2 separate regions of the Cricetulus griseus genome follow, and region 2 is linked to region 1. Evidence: chromatin contacts called from public Hi-C data. All regions are on one chromosome and are shown on one strand. The core of a region is the stretch at or near the end of the contact, and the rest is flanking DNA. Distances in the headings are between cores, read along the strand shown. Region 1 has its middle 19 kb from the start of Cga. Region 2 holds the start of Orc3 (origin recognition complex subunit 3).

Region 1 (4,139 bases), core at 961-3,460:
ACAATTCTTTCCAGACCTTGAAAGAACAATTTTCAACTTCATATGGAAAAATGAAAAACCCAGAATAGCTAAAACAATATTGAACAATAAAAGAACTGCTGGAAGTCTTACCATTTCTGATTTCAAGTTGTATTACAGAACTATAGTAATAAAAACTGCATGGTATTAGCATAAAAACAGACACACTGATCAATGGAATTGAAATGAAGACCTGGACATAAATCCATACACCTATGAACACCTGATTCTTGATAAAGAAGCCAGAAAAACATCCTCAACCAATGGTGCTGATCTAATTGGATGTCTGTGTGCATAAGAATGCAAATAGATCTATCACCTTGCACAAAACTCAAGTCCATAGGGAAATGTCTGGAGAGCTACAAAGAGAAGATAGGGTTGAGGGAGAGAATTTGGGGAGAGACATTAGGAATTGAGGGGCATTTGAAGGATGATCTGGAAACCTAGTGCAGTGGAAACTTCCTGAACTATATGAAGGTGATCTTAATGAGATCTCCTAATAATGGGGGTTATGGAGTCTCAACTGACCACCTCTTGTCACCAAACAAGGCTTCCAGTAGTGGGACTGGGTTACATCCTGTTGAGTTGTTGACCAAGGAAGTCCCATGGAAATCCCCAAGCAATTCCGGCTGTTGCTAAGACAATGGGTTGCTCTCCTCAAACTGACAGCTGGACTATATTGCCGAGTACAACACCACGTAACTCAGTGAATATGAAGAAGTTGAGCTGGTAACCTACATGGAAACTTCACCCCTGCATTCTGCTGTTGTTGGAAGGTACTCGGCATGCTATCAAAGGAGAAACATAAACACCAACCCAGTGTGCCTCTCTTCCCAGTCTGTCTCCCACTACGACTCCTTTGGCTTGTTTTTAAAAATCCAGCAATAGTGGCACACACTTTTAATCTCAGCACTAGGGAGGCCAGGTCGATTTTTGTGAGTTCAAGGCTAGCCTGTCTACAAGGATCCAGGACAGCTAGGGTTGTTAATAGAGAAACCCTGTCTCAAACAACAACAAAAAAGGCAAATAAATCAATAAGTACATTATACATAGCTCCTACCTACAGGCACATAAAATAAAATTTAAAAAGCATTGGTGGATTTTTTGTTTGTTTTGTTTTTCAAGACAGGGTTTCTCTGTGTAGCTTTGGAGCCTGTCCTGGAACTCACTCTGTAGACCAGGCTGGCCTCAAACTCACAAGGATCCACCTGCTTCCGCGTCCCAAGTTCTGGGATTAAAGGCGAGTGCCACCAACGTCGGGTCAAAGCTAAATTCTTGGAATAAGTACAATGACAACTTTTTGGATTATTCTGCATTTGTAAGAGATCTTATCTGATCCTGAGGTGAGGCTCTTGATGAGATGATTCTGTGTATGGTCTGTGAAGACGGTTTCTATGGCAGGCATCTCGGAGCCATTCTCCCTGAGTGTGTGGATTTCCAAGAGGTGATGTTCCAGGCTTGTGTGAATGCTCTTCTCTCTTGCGGGCTTGCGCAGCTCGGTTGGCAGTCACTAGCATATCTGCTGAAGATGATGGGCTGCTGCTATATGTTGACAGAATGGGCGATCAAGAGGTTTTCAAGCTGAGAATGGAGGCCACCAAGCTAATACCCTAAAAGAGGATGTTCCAGAACACGGAAGGAATGCTGGCAAGGAAGTTAAAGCTGAGCAGATAGTGAGCCCTGTGCCACCTCTAGCTCTCAGTTTATCCGAAACGGAATCTTCAGGAGCCGCGAGCTAAGCAGTTTGTAAAGAAACACGCTGCCACCTATTGGCCGCTGACCTGGTGCAGCAGGTTTGCGCCTGCCAAGACTGCATGAAAATGTATGGCGGGCTAGTTGTCTTGTTTATAACAGATAAGATATAGTTTTGGTTTCTGAGAACAAAAGGCAAGAGTGACCAGGCAGTGATAGAAGGGACCCTTTAACCGACACCCTCACGGCATGAATAGGCTCCATCAAGTGCAGCTCATTTGTGAATGCCATGGCTCGAAGTTCAGAATTTAGACTATCCGAAGAGACTCATTGGTAAAGGCGTGGTTGTTAAGAGAGAGGATGTTCAGCAGTTCTTTGAAGAATTTCAATCAAAAATGGAGAAGGAGAGTGTGTGGGCTGTGGAATTACTGTAGCTAGAGTAGAGTGCGTGCTTTCTCATTCAGCTCCATAAGAATGTCACTGTTATGCAAGAGCTCTGTGTCACACTTGGTCTCCTATGCATCCTCCTGTGGCCTCAAGCTCCCTTCTCTTTGACAGTTGCCTCAGTGTTTATGCTGGTCTCTCAATGAGCATCCTTGATGACTCAGCTAAATACATCTCACTTTACGAGTCACATCTCCTGAAGATTCCAGACAGATCCTTTGGCTGCACAGTTTGTGTGTGTGTGTGTGTGTGTGTGTGTGTGTGTGTGTGTGTAAACAGAGTGCACAACTGCTGCCCTAGTGACTGAAGTCTTGTGAAGATCTTCATGGAATATTGTATGAAACCCTGCATTTGAAGGACGTCTTTCAGATGGCATGAAATCTCTTTAAAGCTCTCCCAGTCTATGTGGAAAACACCTTTTGATTCAGTCTTAAGTTGCACCCTGGAGGGAAACCAGGTTTCCCCTAGCACACTGTGAGGTACATTAATGTACTTTAGGCCACATGCTAGTGTGGATATGTGTGTGCATGCATGCATGTATGCACTCATGAGTGAAGCAATTGTATGCACAAATTCTTGCCAATTCCTGCACAAGATGAAATAGCCTATATATAAGTAAGGCTCCAGGAAACGGCATGGTGCCTGTGCTGTAGCCTGTAGCCTCCTAACCACAGATCCTGTGAAGACTGCTGTGCACAGCTGGAAGGTTCCCAGGCTGCAGACAATGCCTATGTGTACTGAGCTGGCCTCCTGTGGAAGACTCAGTTAAACACCTCAGGTGCTTACAGCTTGGGGATCTTCCAAGTCTGACTGCAGTTTGAACTTGAGAGCTGCACTTCCCATGTGCCTGCATGTCCTCAAAGTTGTATCTTCTCAAATGTCTGATTCAGCTACCAAAACATTCCTGTCTGCCTGGGATGGGTCAGAACTGAGATTAGGCAGCAGTGTCAGTAAGTAGCAGAAGGACAAACACCCAGTGCTGAAGGCTTGTCTAAGAAAGGCTTTTCTCTGTGTTAACCAGAAAACCTCTTTTTGTGTATGCTCACAGCTAGGTTTCTTATGTCTGTGTTGGGCCGTCTCTTCTCATAGAGATGGTTTGGGCCAATATGTGGCAGCTGATACCAATGCACTTTTTATGCCAAATAAAATGTGATTCTAGTTGCTTTTAAGGAATTCTGGTATTGTGTGTAGTAAATTTTTGTAGAAATTATTACTAGGCTTACATACTTTAATCAGGTTTCTGTAAAATCCAGATAAAACCAATTTAAAATAAGATATTTGTGGCAGCTTCTCCCAGGATGAAAACAAACCAATCATAATGGAGTAACATCATTTTCCTTCAAGGTCAGTGACTTTCATACTTATCAGTCCTCTGGTGTGAGGTCTAAAATTTGCCATTTTTATCTTTTTTTTCTTAAGACAAGATGTCATTATAGTAGAGGGGTTGACTAAAAATTACAAAAAAGTATATATGATAAAGAAAAATTAAGGAACCAAAAAAGAAGACAGACAGAAGGAAAGAAAGAAAGGGATTGATGAGGGAAACAATAAGACTTGCCATGCTTCGGTTTCCTCCTTCCCTTGTTGAGGGGCACTTGTGCCACCTTGTGGTTGTTGTCCGCAACAACTACAAATTAGGTCTCTGGTTGTTAGTTCAGTGCCTTTCGAGGAAAAAATAGGGAGCCCCTCTCTTGGGTAAATGAATGTGGGAACATGGAATCCGTGTTCCCCAGCCATGGTCACTCAAACGGCTCCAGAATAAACTATCTCTTATTCCCTTTAAGATGAGTGTTGCAAGGTAGCCACCAGAGACGACTGCTCAGACATAGGTTTAAGCCAATAGAAGTCTTTATTAGCTGGCTGGAGTCTACACTGTTTGGGGTCCTAGTACAGTTCAAGCCTTTCTCATTATGTCCTGGGTTGACATACTTCAGTTAACAAGATCAATTAGCCAGAAGCAGAACTACAAAGCCAAAAAGCAAGGT
Region 2 (4,139 bases), core at 572-3,071, 340 kb before region 1:
CAACATAGCTATTTCTGTTAGAAGTCAAAAAAAAAAAAAGGCTTTTCTGAAAAAAATTCTCATTTTCTACAAGTTTTACAAACTTGAGAGGTCTAGAGCTGGGGATGCAGCTCAGTGGTAGAGCACTTGCCCAGGATGCACAAACTAGAGTTATATCCAGAAATAGAAAAGAAAAGGAAATGAAGTTTTATGCAAACAGGATTAGAAGTCAGGGCATCTAAAACATCTGGAACTTTGTAGCCAAGGACAAATAAAAAAAAGGAATAACTCTAATAAAAATACTAGTGCATTTAAATCTGTTTTTCTACCATCAGCCAGTCAGTCCTTCAAAAATTCTAGAGGGACTTCCACCTGTAATCCCAGCAGGAGGTGGGGAGATGCTTTGAAAAGTGTCTCCATTTTGGTTAAGCTGTGGCAATTTCTGTAACTGTAATTTGGTTTCTTGAACTACAATAACTCGTTTCATATTCTTGTCTTCCCTGCTCCACACCCTCAGAAATGCCCCACAGGAAAGGTTTTTATCCATCACCTAAAAAAATAATACATGAACTTAACACTCGCTGGCTACTTCAAGCAACCATGAATTGTAAGTCAAAACAGATACTATTTCAGTCTCCCCGAAAGCTTCATCCTGTGAACTGTGAAGGGACTCCCTCTGCCACATGGGCCCAAATCCCCCTGCAACCTCTGCCGTGCTGTCTGGTGTTAATGTCACTTCTAATAAATCTCTTAAAAAAAAAAAAAAAAAAAAAAAAAAAAAAAAAGGGCAGTCCAGCTCGGTGGCCCCTCAAACTCCAAACACAAAATCTTTCAGACCTTCTATTTTCAGTTCTATCAGGCAGCTTCACTCAGCAGTACCCCTCGTACTTAAAAAAAAAAAAAAAAAAACAAAAACAAAACAACGGCATGGTAGCATAGACCAGTAGAACTTTATTTAACTTCAATGTCAAACAGCTGCTCTGTTTGTTGTGCTATTGAAATATAGCAGGTGCTAATGGCGAATTTATCTTAACTCAAATGTAAACCCCCCACAGGCTGCTAGGGGGCGATACAATCCTAGAATTTCTCTTATAAACTACATTTTGATTTGCACTCTCTTGCCATCTAGGCAGTCCACGATTCCCAAACACACTCATCTGAATTACGTTTCTGTTCTCGTTTTTTCCTAACGCTCCTTTCTCCACTTTCGGGTTATCCTGATTTTTCTATTTAATCTGCTACTCTATTTCTACATTCTGAGGCAGAGAACATGTCACTCCGCTCTCCCACCCTCATGCTTTTTATATGCCCGCCATGATTCTCAGTTTTCAGGTCTTAGCCAAACTGTCAGTTTCTCCAAAAGCTTCGCTGGTCTCCTAGCGCTCTTGGTGCGTCCCTTTTTCTCTTAGAACTTTCCCCCTTACTAACACGGCAATTCAAGGTCAGCTGCTTATTCGTATTTCTGAGTGCAGAAAGTCATTTTGTTTACGTAATTAAATGCACGTAAGAACTTCAGTGGGGGAATAAAAACGCGGGGAGCGGAGGGGGCCGCGGCATATTCTTGGAAGCCGGTGGGCTTGCCTAGGTGCTACGGCCTACTTGGCCAAAGCAAAGGCGGCCTCGAACCCGGACCTGGGCAAAGCCGCCCGAGTTCTGCTCTTCCCGGAGCCAGAGCCAATGCCCATCAAGCCTCCGCCTCGCCGTGCTTGCCAAAGAGACACCGCGGAGCACGGGCAAGCGCCACCCCCACGTACCTTGGACACCGAGGAAGTGGCCATAATCCACGGCTGCCTGTGCTTGCGCACTGAACACTTCCGCGCGCCCTTGCGGAAGCAGAGGCGACTTCCGGCGCGGAGGCGGGGCGTGCGGAGGCGGGCGTCTGGTCGGCATGGCGTGCGTCTTTCGTAGGTCGATCGCCTGTCAGGTACTGTTGCGAGTAGGGAGCCCGCGGGATCCCGGGCCGCAGGGTGCAGCCTCGGCCGGCTCTGCCTTCTCCCCGAGCTGCGAAAGCACTGCGTGCCTTGACATTCCCGTTCGTCTGGGGGGAATGTCTACGGGACATGATTAGACCCTGTAGAAATTGATGTTCCTCGTCCATTTCTAGTCATTATTTGCTTTCATCCAGGAACCTTGTAGTCTACCTTTCTAAAAGATACAATATTTTGGAGCGTTGAATAAAATTGATATTTATGAATCATGCTAAGGGCTGGCCGTGGTGGCACACACCTTTAATCCTAGCACTCGGGGGAGGAAGAGGCAGGTGGATCCCTGAGTTTGAGGCCAGCCTGGTCTACAGAGCCAGTTCCATGACAGCTAGGGCTGTTACACAGAGAAACCCTGTCTCGAAAAACAAACCAAAACATGCTGAGGGCCGTGGAGATGGCTTCTTGGGTAAATGTGTCTGAACTTCCAGAGCTTATGTAGAAAAACCTGTGTGGCTAAGAAGGCTGAAACCACAGTTCTGGGAGGTGGAAACAAACAGATGGACCCAACTGCCTGGGTTGTGCTAGTGTGGCTGAGTTGTTTTAGACAATTCTGGAAGATGCTGCGTGTGCTTCTTAGGCAGTTCTTTAGTAATTAAACTCCAGTTTATATCGGTGAGTTTAATGTGCGGTGTGTGTGTGTGTTTGTGTGTTCCTTCATATGGAGAGGCCAGAGGTTGGGTGTGTTTCTCGTAGTCACTGTCCATCTCGTTCTCTGAGACAGATTTTTCTTACTGAACTTAAAGTTGACTGACATTCAGCTAGCCTGGCTAGCCAGGGAGCCTGAAGTGTAATGGTGATTCTGGTGTTAGCTGAATTCACTGCACAGGACAGTCAAAGAATTGACTGTCTGGAAAAGACAACAGACCAAAATTAAAAACAAACAAACAAACAAAAAGCCCGGAAAACTGAGAGAGAATGAAACAATATGGTTTGTTTTGGTTTTTACTGAGGCAGACTTCTGCCTCTAGAATGGAATGGAAGAGAAATCCAGAGTTGGGGAGTCTGTAGTTATTTGTGCAAGTGTTGGGGTGGCGTAGGTGTTTCAAGGCTTCTCTAGTGCCTGTGCATGCCCCTCTGGCCCACCAGGGAGATGATCCAGGATAATACGAGCTCAGTTAGGGAAGTGGTCATCCTTTGATGCCCCTTTCTCTATCTTCGACTTGCCTTTCTAGCTGTTAACTATGACTCTGCTGACCTTTATCCCAGGAAGGCATTGATAGTCGCAGGCCGTGCAGGTGCTGCTGTTCTTAGCCCTGGGCAGGATCTGTAAACCATGAATTAGCTCTGCTTTGTTCTCATGATCAGCTTTTAGTCTTACCATTGTCAGGACATTAATGCCTATCATAACTACTGCCACGCCAATCTACAACTCTCAAAGCAGGTAAGAGTTTATTTTGGAGCCAAATTTGAGGGACCATGGCCTGGGAACATGGATTTATGATACTCCAGTTTCCATAGTGCCCATATGAAAACAAATTTCATGGAGTTTTTGCAGTAGCAGAACAAAGAAAGTTCTAAATCAAAGCATTTTAAAAATATATTGGTGGAACCATTGGCCAGGTAGGTTACAAGATGGGGTTAACTCCTTGGATGCTATCTGACAGCACTCTTAGCCCTTTGCTGGGTGGGGAGCTAGGGTTTTGTTAAGTTAATACACCCCAGAAGGTTTGTCAGGATGTTAGGTCTAGCTAGTTAGAATCAGGATATTAGGTCCAATGGTGGGAGGTCCCACGATGAATTGTAATTAGGTTCTGGATCTAACATTCCAAATTCTCCTTAGCTGCTGCAGATGGCACAGCTTCCTTTCCAGAATTCTCATTGACATTACCAAGGTGTAGCTGCAGGTTTTCTTGGTTACCTATGCTGGAACTCCATGTCTGTGGGGCAGTCCAGAGTGGTCTGCTTCCTAAAATAGCTACAATCCTTACTTACAGTTTAGTCCCCATGAATGGGCAACAATGCCTTGCATTGTTTTATTCATTGTTATAGCACCAATACCTAAAATACTCCCTGGTATACATTAGGTATTCAATAAATTTTTAATGAAAAATATTTTTGGGTTCTCAGTGATTCAGATATTTCTTTAAATCTTTCTTTTAACTTGACAAACATGAAATCCATTGAAAGACAAGGAGTCCTGCTTGCTACTTTATAGTCAAACCATTATGTTATACT

The links. Hi-C and Micro-C count contacts between places; a contact is called where the count stands out from the background.
Region 2: a contact with region 1 is called in a Hi-C map of fibroblasts, with 5 times the contacts expected there. The contact joins the promoter of Orc3 here to the enhancer-like site in region 1. A contact is called at or near these places in 2 of 8 Hi-C or Micro-C datasets (the CHO-K1 cell line and fibroblasts).

What each region holds. Positions count from the first base shown.
Region 1 is chr2:107,084,737-107,088,875 of CriGri-PICRH-1.0, reverse strand. It overlaps the pseudogene LOC100766995. Among named protein-coding and RNA genes, the nearest start is that of Cga, 19 kb to the left of the region's middle. Within about 2 kb of position 2,210, at least 1 of the 6 cell types and tissues checked has open chromatin away from gene starts, as enhancers often do. A contact at or near this core is called in fibroblasts, where this site is marked.
Region 2 is chr2:107,424,595-107,428,733 of CriGri-PICRH-1.0, reverse strand. It overlaps Orc3 (origin recognition complex subunit 3), which reads right to left and starts at 1,821. Exons shown (of 20, transcript XM_027403402.2): 1 at 1,734-1,821. The coding sequence starts at 1,757. Rars2 (probable arginine--tRNA ligase, mitochondrial) reads left to right here and starts at 1,801. Exons shown (of 20, transcript XM_027403408.2): 1 at 1,801-1,903. The coding sequence starts at 1,868.